2 separate regions of the Gossypium hirsutum genome follow, and region 1 is linked to region 2. The links are chromatin contacts, called in public Hi-C maps. All regions are on one chromosome and are shown on one strand. The core of a region is the stretch at or near the end of the contact, and the rest is flanking DNA. Distances in the headings are between cores, read along the strand shown.

What was found. Hi-C and Micro-C count contacts between places; a contact is called where the count stands out from the background.
Region 1: a contact with region 2 is called in a Hi-C map of leaf, with 2.7 times the contacts expected there. The contact joins the promoter of LOC107888725 here to the promoter of LOC107948916 in region 2. A contact is called at or near these places in 3 of 34 Hi-C or Micro-C datasets (callus and leaf).

What each region holds. Positions count from the first base shown.
Region 1 is chrA04:74,403,430-74,408,627 of Gossypium_hirsutum_v2.1, reverse strand. It overlaps LOC107888725 (protein PLASTID MOVEMENT IMPAIRED 1), which reads right to left and starts at 3,577. Exons shown (of 1, transcript XM_016812913.2): 1 at 470-3,577. The coding sequence starts at 3,181. The coding sequence ends at 632.
Region 2 is chrA04:74,186,978-74,192,415 of Gossypium_hirsutum_v2.1, reverse strand. LOC107948916 (mannose-1-phosphate guanylyltransferase 1) reads right to left here and starts at 2,491. Exons shown (of 5, transcript XM_016883580.2): 1 at 2,246-2,491; 2 at 1,937-2,076; 3 at 1,598-1,660; 4 at 1,246-1,485; 5 at 1-1,158. The coding sequence starts at 2,047. The coding sequence ends at 487.

The DNA of each region.
Region 1 (5,198 bases), core at 2,328-4,827, 220 kb before region 2:
TCCGATATGTTCTATTTATTTTCTGTTTCCATATTTAGTGTATGAGAAATGCTCACTTCCCTATCACCCTTTCCAATCACTTAACTTAGATCGCAGTAATGGTCTATTAATTTCAAATATACCTTTTTACATACTTTTTTCTTTACCCACAACTTGATGTGCCATAATACTAAGCTGTTGCCATAGATGACATTCAAATTGAACCACAGCAGGGGGAATGCAAGCCACCTCCAACAGATCTCTGAGCTTATTGGAAGAGAAATTGCTAACTCCAATAGCTCTAGCCTTGCCGGAGTAATAGAGTGCCTCCATTGCTCTCCATGTACTGCCTATGTTGGAGGCTTGAAATTGTTGATGATAATTATTAAATTTGAATTCAAGTAAATGGGAACTCTTCATCTAATAATTGACTATAATTATTGCATTTCACAAGTTATCAACTTGTTTAACAAAAATAGGAACAAGAAAATTGTATTTTACTCTTGTGAATTATATATATATCTACAAATAAAGTTTACTTACAAGTGCATCAATCTCAATTAAGAAAAAAGCTTTATTAAACTTCAAATTTTGAAGAAAAGGTGATGCTGCTGCAACCTCCAGGTTCCAGTGCTTTGTTCCTCCGGGTACTTCACTTTGCAAACTTAACATCCGGGTTTCTCATTGTTTTGAGCCACATGTCGGCCATTACTCTCGAGGAAAGGCTCCACAACAAATCTTGTCCCTTTGACACTACTTGTTTACCTTTTCTTCCAGACTTGCCCAATCCGTATGCTACGAGCCACTGCATCGCAGTTAGCCTGTGCCTTTCGCTATCCCATATGTTCCTTTTTCCAGGTGTTCCTACCTTCAAGCCTCCAACATGCAAACTCATCACTTTAAACCTCTTTTCTTCGTCATTCTTCTTTGGTTCGATGTCACCACTTGACGCATGAACAAGTGCTAATACAGGGCCTCCAACTGCCTCGTATCGCCTTAAGGGATCACGTAGTTGCACGACCAATGCTAGCGTGAGTGTTTCCGGGTCGCCTAGCTGATCTTCGGAAGAAGTCAAGCCGTAGTCCTTAGTCCAATTCTCAAGTGGAATAGCAGAATCAAGTGGTTGATCTTGTGTTATTGCCTTTCCACTGAAAGCTGAAACATCGAAAGGTGGTTCTTCTTCTGCCATTTCTGCTTGTACTTTCAAGGCTTCAACTGCCATTCCCTCAATCTTTTGCAGCGAAAACGCTAGAATTTCCTCAGCCGTCAATGGGTTTTCGCTCACATTCCAAATCCCAGTCGCGATCCTCTCTTTCCTGCCGGTGTTCATCGCAGTCGCCATGACTTTTACAGCTGCAATGGTGCGAGCTGCACTCGAGTTAGCACCTTCCTTGTTTCTCCCTTGGATAATAGAAGAAGCAATTCCTTCAAAAGCTATCTGCTCTGCAGTTTTACCCATTATTTCATCCAGCGGCATCGAAGATGAAATCTGGGAGCTGAGTTTCTCAACTCCAGCGGCTGCCATCTTCTGAAATAGTTCAAAACCATTCAATGATTTATCTGATGGTATAACCAGTGGTTTCGACACCTGCATAGCTAATTTTGGCATGTCTTTTCTAGCAACCAAGGAATCCAATGGATTCACAGCAGCTAAGTAGCCTCCATCTCTTGTTTGAACCACACAGCCTAGCCCCTTTCCTAGATCAGGGAGATAAACTTTAGAATCAGAATCACCAGCGGTATCATCCTCAGCTTTGTCGAGTTGAAAATGTGGAATATCTTTAAATTCATTGCTTCCTTCATCCTCTAACATCTGGAGAAATTCCCTTGTTACAGTTTCTTCATCAGCATCCAGCCTTTGTGATTCTGTTTCTTCATCAGCCTTGACAATCTTTTCATCCCCCATCATAGATTCAAGAGCTTTAATCTGCCGGGCAATCGAATCAAGCTCAGTTAACCTTGTCTTATGTAACTGATCATTCACCATCTCCTTGACAACCTCACTTGAAACTGATTTATTGTCTTCGGGTTCTTCTTCCTCGGCTTCTTTGAGTTCTTTCTCTTGAATTTCGACCCCCTTGTCTTCAACATCAAACTCTGGGAGGTCAATCTCTTCCATCTTTTCCGGTTCTTCTGATTTCTGAACGGAGACAGAGGATGAAGGAACCGTCGCCGGTTCATCGAGGTTCAAATCATCTAGTCCTTGAAGATCAGGTGTCACCCCTGTTTGTGAAGGAGTCCAAGCTTCTGATCGGCTCATCATCCTCGGACTAGGAACACTAAAAGATGTTTTCGATTGCTTACGAGCAAAAGATGCTGAAAAATTCTTGGATTTGGAGCTTTGCAATCCCCCCGAGGCTTGATTGTAAATACCAATTCCTCCATCTTTTTCCATGATCTGAAATCCCAATTTCACAATGAGTTCTCCCCCTTTCGCCTTCCCTAATAGATTGAAACTCATGTCCCATTGCCGAACCCGAGTTCCTTCGTAGCTCTTCTCCACAGACTCCTGAATAAGGAGACTCAAATCCACAGTGTTTCTCCCAAAATCAAGCTCTTCAGCATCAACAGCAACCAGATAGATCCAAAACGGACGAGGCTCAAATTTCGTAGGCTTTCCATTGCCAGAACTGCAATATACATGGCACCTAACAAAAAGAGTCTCTTCAAAATCCGCAGCTCCTTGTGATACCCGTGACGGCATGGTGTTAACAGCTCTATCTTTGGTTTCTTTCTTCCGAACACAAACGGAAAGTCGCAGGCCATTCATGGAAGCAGGAAGGCCTTGCGCAGTCACAACTTCAACAGATAACAAGCAGCTCAGCTTTTGCATCCCGATATGCGTAAGCGCTCGAATCGGCTTCCAATTCCATATCCCTTTCTTTTCAGTTGACACAGCTTTCGCTTCTAGCTCATTTGGTCTCGTGGCCTGAACCTGGTTATCATTCTGGTCGTCAGCTTTTGGTCTGGAACGCCAAGGTGACAAAGACAAACGCCGAGCTCGGGGCCTAGCACTGTGCTTATTATCTTCAAATTTAACTTCGGGGACCTCATCAGTAGGTGGAAGAGAAGACCGAGGAAGAGCAAGGGAAGCAGTTCTTCGAGTAGTGGAGATGTGGGATTGGTACAGGGATTGACTAAGTGCTTCCAGTTCATCCAAAAGCTGAGTATTGGAGTTTCTCCAACCCGTTGCAGTTGCCATGTCGAGTTATGAAAATAAGAATTGGTGATGTTGGAATGTGTTGCAGAGAAATGGAAAAAAGAAGATGAAATGAGAAGATAAGGAAAAGACATGGTATGAAACGCTGTTGTGTGGTGGAGAAAATGAAAGGGATGATGATGAAAAGTATGTGTGGTGGAGAAAGTGCAGTGAAAGAGGATGAGAAGTGGCTGTTTCTGGTCCTTTCAATAGAATTTACCAGTCACTGCTACCAAAGGGAGATGATAAACATGTGAAGGATAAGAGGAAAACGTTGGCTTTCTCTCCCTCTCCAACTCCGTGTTTTGAGAGTGATGGGGATGCAGGAGAAGCAAATATGGTCCCCATACAATTTAATATTGGTTCTACAGAAGCGGGGGATGGATCATTTCAGAAATTTCTTCAGTTTCTAGTCCCCAATTTTGTTGAGTTTTATATTTCTTTTTGACCTGAGACAGCATTTATTTGTCACATGGGCCTATGCTTGTTTTACTTTTACACCCAAATTTTAATCTTTAATATCATTGAAGTTTAAAAATAATATAAAATATAAAAATATATATCGTCTTTCACTTTTTTATTTTCATTTGTAAATATAAATTTAAATTATATTGATTGTAAATTTTTTTAATGAAAATTTATAAATTTTAATATATCTCTAATTTTTTTTAATTTTATAATTAAACTTCACATTTCTCCACAAATATGATACTCTAGTTTGACTATTCTAGTATGGCCGAGGACCTTGATTAGCTATCATCATCATCATCATCATATCATCATTTACTAGTATTCCAACATTCTCAATTCCATTCAAGCCACCTTCTCCTACATTGTTTTCTCTTCCACCATATCATCCTCCTCTTCCATCCTCTCAATAATGTCGGTTCTTGTTTTGGACATCGTTACCATTAACACAATCTTTACCATACATGATATTCAAATCTTCAAATTATGGAACTTGAACGGGGTTGCGTTCTTATGACTCTGTATACATACTAAATTAATAAGTAGACATGACTAAATATGAAGACAAATTTAATAACATAATATTTTATATAACCACTTTGAGAAATTCATCACAAACCGCTTGCTCTGCTATCACCACTCTTCTTATGACATCTCGTCTAAAGTTGCTGGAGTGCATACCATAAATCATGTCAGATACAATTGACCACTTCTTTCTAAGAGTCCTCAATCTATTGTCAATGTAAGGTTTGATACTAGAAAAAAAAAAGAATAGGGAAATTTCAATTGTAACATTTTCTCAAGTATAGATAGATATCTTTTCCTAAAGCCACAATAACCATTGTGATTACCTAAGTGGTACAATTCAACAAGGCATTCAACTAACATTTTTTCTCCGTCATCTGTCCAATGTCTTTCATTGGACTTACTACTTGAATTCTCACTTTCAAATTTCACCTCTAGGTTTGTCATTCTACATATATATGTGAAAGTGGAATAACATAATATATCATAATTGTTACCAGATCATATATAAATGAAATATACAAATAAAAAAGTATAAATACCGAAAACAAATACATTTCATACAGTTACAAAAATAATATTTATGAAAAGTAGTTTTCACATTGCAAACTAAACTTAGATCTTGTAACATCCCAAAATTTTCACTCAGGTTTTGTAACATCCCAAAATTTTCAGTTGGACACATGACACTATTCTAGTAATGGATACAGTGAATCAGTGAGAAAATTTGGAAAATGAGTTGGATAAAGAAACCTTATTGAATCAAAGTTGTTAATTGCTATGAGAAAATTTTGAAAAGAATTTACACGTAGAAATGTGACAAATGGACCAAATTATAAATTTTGAAAAGTTTAAGGACTCAAGTGAAATTTTGACCACCATTGGAAAATGAGCTATCAATGATTATTTTCCATGGAAACATATTGGATTATATGTTAGTGTCAAGTAAACCATTTTGGACTAAATTGAAAGAAATTTGAAAGTATAAGGATTAAATTGTAATTTTTTAATTTTATTAGGTTAAGGG
Region 2 (5,438 bases), core at 1,242-3,741:
CTAAAGTTATGTTAACACCACAAGATTCAGTCTGAACAAAAACTATCCCAACAGCATCATTCTGACAGGATAAGAGAGGCTGCTATACAACAATGGAAAAGATTCTAAATACAATTAACTCGATACTTGAATAACATTTAAACTAAGTGTACACAACGTCATAAATTTGTTGTCTGTATTTCTTCCTCTATTTTTTCTCTTTGCTTTTGGTTAATGACATTCCAAAATGAGAAATGAGATTGCTCCCTCACAAGTGTATAAGGTTGTCTCTGCATCCGGTCATCCACCAAACATGATGTTCACCGGTAACCAAAGGCCAGCAGCTATCCTTCAACTACAAGCCTACTGACACTCGGCCCTCGAACTTATTCCAACTGGAATTTGCCTAAGAATAACAAGAAAAGAAGGGAAACAAAAAGGGTAATGCAGACAACCAAATTGCAATTTCGAACTCTCAAAATGTTGATTCCAAGCTCAACCTTGTGATCACATGACAATTTCTGGCTTCAAAATACTAGACTTTATCTCCTTGTGAGGCAGGACAACACCTCCATTGCTATAAACTTCATCTCCAAGATGAACATCTTCTCCTAAGATCGTCATGTTTTCCAACCGTGCCCACTTTCCAACAGTGGAATGCCAGCCAATAATGCTATTGGAGACGCAAGTATACTTCTTGATACGAACTCCGCGCATTATGGTACAGCGTGACAACCTTACCCCGGACTCAATTATACATCCTGGACCAATGGCTACATCAGGTCCAATGAGGCACCCATAGCCAATTACAGCACTCTCATCTACCAAAACATTCCCAACAAAATGAGATCCAGTTGACAACTTGGTAGAGGATTTTTTACGCAACGACTTTAAGTACATTCTCAGGCCAGTAATGTAATCCTTTGGTTGTCCAATGTCCATCCAGAACCCAGGCAGCACCATCGCATAAAGCTTATTCTCTGCTGCAATCTTTGGGAACACTTCTTTCTCAATTGAGGTGGGTCTCAGTTCTATTCGGTTAAGAACAGATGGGTTCAACAAGTAAATCCCAGCATTGATTTTGTTACCAACAAATATTTGTGGTTTCTCGACAAACTTTTCAACTTTGCCTGTAGTTTCTTCCATGACTACAACACCATATTTCGATGGCTCATCCACCTTGAAACAAAAGAAAGATCCTTGTGAGGAGGTGATTTTAATGGCAATCTTTTTCTCAAGAATGCTAAACCCAGTTTACTACATTACCTTTGTCACCATAATGGAAGCTTCTCCTCCATGACCCTTGTGAAAATTTACCATTTCTTTTAGTGGATATTCACTTATAACATCACTATTGAGGACAAAAAATGGCTCACCAGAGCCATCGATCAACTTGTCTCTAGCCAGAGCAATAGGACCAGCTGTGCCAAGTGGTTCAGTCTCCTGTGAGCAGGTGATTTTAATGCCAAGCTTTTTCTCAAATTCTTTTAGGAAATTTAACATAACCTGCAAAATCAATGGAGCAATATAAAAAACTAACTTCAAGGAAAAAAAATCAATAACAAACAGTCATCAATATGAAAATTTGCAGCCATAAATGGGCACTTTTCTATGTTACCTCTGGTTGGTAATTGATGGCCAGAACAACTTCAGTAACTCCAATAGCTTTGAGAGCTTCAATCTGGTAGTATTAAAAAAAAAGAAACAAACGAACTATGTACAATCATTCGTTTAACAACACCACGTAAAGCTTCACACTTTTTTTTTTTTTTAGTCATAGAATCACCAAATTTATCTTTGTAACAAAAGCCAGGTCTAAATAAATCTTAAACCCATTTTAAACAGGATTACCTTTTTTGAAAATCTACAAATATTTCCAGGAATATAAAATCACCAACAACAAACAAGAAGTAAACCAAAGACGATGAGGAAAAATCTAAAATAAAATATAATAAACCTGATGCAGTATCATGGGTTTGTTAGCAAAATCCACCAAAGGCTTTGGGACGCTAAGAGTCAACGGTCTCAATCGTGTTCCAAATCCACCAACAAGAATGAGTGCTTTCATCCTGATACCTCACAAAATATCTGAATTTCCTGTAAATTATATGACCCATACCATGGATTATCTCAAGCAGTGAGTCGTTAGTGTATCTAATAACAAATCCCATAAATCATAAATAGCAAAAATAGGGGACGTTTGATCATAGATGGATCTAAGGTGGCGGAGACATTGGAACATGTAAGGAACTTGAACTAGACTTACAGAAGTGGCTTGATCGGAGTTTATTTGTAAGAACTGTCAGCCTGTGACTGTGACAGAGATCTTGGCGGTCTTTTCTCGGAACAAATCTGGAAATAAATTGGATGAAATTAATGCTCTTATGGGGACACCTCGTCCAAGTTAAAGCCAAGCTTTTGATTCCTTCATGAATTTACAAGGCCATTGCCACCTGAGGCCATGTGGGCTAGTCTGATAAAGTGGCCTTCCAATTTTTCTCTTGTGTGTGTGTGTGTTTTTTTTCCTTCCTAAATTAGGAAATATTAAATGGTATCAGTTGATTAGGATGATATTTATTAAAAAATTAAAGTATTATTTAAAAAAATAAATATTAAATAAATGCATTAAAATACATTTTAATTAATTTCTATGGACACCATTAAAATAACATTTCACACTATTAAGTTGGAATTCAATTTTGCTCCTAGTTGAATAGATTTTTGAGGCAAAATGTATGGCTATTTATTAGTATCAATCCTCACAATATAAATGATTTTCTTTAATATTTAACTTGTTAATATTTTGTATAAAAACTTATAACTACGAAAATTTATTATCTTTGATTACAAGCCCTTGATTGAGAAGATGCTATCAAAATCAAGCATTGGTCTGCTCGCCACCTAAGCTTTGCTGGCAGGTTGCAGCTACTCAAAGTCATGCTCTACAACATGCAGGGTTTTTGGTGTAGGTAGTTTTTGTTGCCCAAAAACTATTCTCAAAAGTATCCCATCTATGTTCAAAGTTTTTTTTGGAAAGGCAAGGATTGTAGTGTTACTGGTATTAGTGTCTATTGGCAATTAATCTGTCTACCAATGTCTGAGGGTGGTTTAGGATTAAGTAGCATTGAGGAATGGAACAAAGCTTGTATATTGTAGCTCATTGATCACATGCGCGTGTGCACAGAAAATAAATAATTTTATAAAACGATTTAAAAGTGTGGTTTTAATTGCAAAGTGTAGAAGGTTATTTGTAATATTTGTAATGTCAATGGAACACTAGAGCATTCCTAGGATAGAACTCAAAAGATTGTCAAATTGGTAAATGTCTTATCAAGTTTTACAAGTTAAACAATTGTTAATCTAATCACGTCATAAATTATTAGTGCAAATTCAAATGCAAGTTATTTGTAAACTAAATTTAAATTAACAAATAAAAATATCAAATTAACTTTCTTCCTTTTCACTAGAAACTATACAAATGGATTGAAATGATGGTTGAATGAGTCTTGGATTACTAACTAAGCTAATAAACCTTTGATGATTATATTGTTTGTCACTTTTAACTAAGAATCTCTTCTCAGTCTCATCCTAGACTAAAAGATACCACCTAAGTTCTCCTCTCGATCTTACCTAGGCATATAGATTTCGTCTTGGTCTCACTATTCGGCACAAGTGTATCAAAGTCTTACACGATAAAGTCTCCTCTCAGTCTTATCTATCTAAATCTTCCACTAGAGGCATAAATTCTAGTGTAATATGCAATTTAATTCACTTGAACATGTTGGAACTAGAGTTTTTCCAAAACAAGATATTGGTTGTAATATCTAAAGTAATAAACACTTAATCAAAATTGTACCATTTCGATTTGTCTAGGATGAGCGCTTCGACTAGGTAGTTTTCTTTGCTATCCTCAAGCTCATGTCTGCCAACTATGGGCTCGTTTAGAATCAAAAAATTTTCACAAAAATTACCAGTAAGGTAATTTTGTAATTTCTCTAAAATTTTGGGTCAAGTTGTAAATCAGAAAATATCTCTAGAAATTTTTTGAAATAATCTCTTTAGAGAATTTTCTCTCTATAACTTTCTCTTGAATTCAAGTGTGTGAATAATGACCTAAGGCTCTCGTTATATAAGAAGAGTTTAGAGAGTTCAACTATAATTAAACTTAATCATTTTAATATTAAAATAATATAATATTTATTAAGATAAATATTAGATTAAATTTAATATTAAATCTCATTAAAATAATAAGATAATCACTTTAACATTAAATTAATAAAATACAATAAGATAATTATTAAATTAAATTTAATATTAAACTATTAAAACAATATTATTTTTGGAATAATTAATCTGAAATCAAATTCTCTAGTAGAGTCCCAGTAGTGTAACTTTTCCACTGCTCAACCACCGATAGCCAACCGCCGTCGGCCACTGAGATGTCATCGTCGCAGCCTCTGGCACCAGAACCATCGTGTCCGATGATGCAGGTGTGACACCCTTATGCACCCGAGCCAGTTCGATCCAGGTCCATGGTGACCCGACCGGTCCAGTCTAGCCACCGATTGGACCGTTAGTACAGTTTCATATTCTGAGCCCATTTCGACCAGTTTTTGGGTCTTGGTCTCGGTTTCTGGGCTCTTAGGCGCAAATTACGATCTCAGATCCAATTTTCAAGTTCAATTACCCATTTGGCCAATTTTCTGACTTGAAAATTAATTTTCAAAAATACCATATTAATTTTAATTGATTTGATTAATTTAATTTTACTGTATCAAAATTAATTTTTCCAAAAATCACTTAAATTTTGCAAATTAATTTTTCAAAAAAATTCTTTAATCAAATTTTCGAGTTGAACAATTCTTACGACCGCCTATTTTAATTCAACTTTGAATAAATTGACTCAATTAGATTATTCCCAAAGTCGTAGAATTTTCTTTTAATTCAAATGCAATCTGATTGAGCTTCTTTTGAGCTAACGGAGGGACCAATCGGACATATACAATTAGGTTCTAGTGATTGCAATTATGTCCAGAAGCATTATTCCGATAATTCACAATTACTTAATCATGGAGTCAGTCCACAAGAAGTACCATGATTGAAAACTCCTTATTGTATACTCTTTACGGAAGCAATTCATCAACTGCTTTGTCCAATGACCTCATCATGTGTATGTTACCCTCATATGATATCTTTGATTCCTTTGAGTTAAATCTATTCACTCAATACAATTTTATTTTATCTCATTATCATCATTGTATCTTCTTAATGATTAATATGGTCACTGTCAACAAATGGTTGTGATAAATTGCTCATTCGAGAACAAGCAACCCGTGACCAAGTTCCATATTTATCAATCCACACAATGCCAATAAAAGGATATCATTAACTCTTTAATTGAGCTATGAATTCCAGTGTTGCTACTAAAGCCATGCCAAACACAAGTCATGTACCCAACA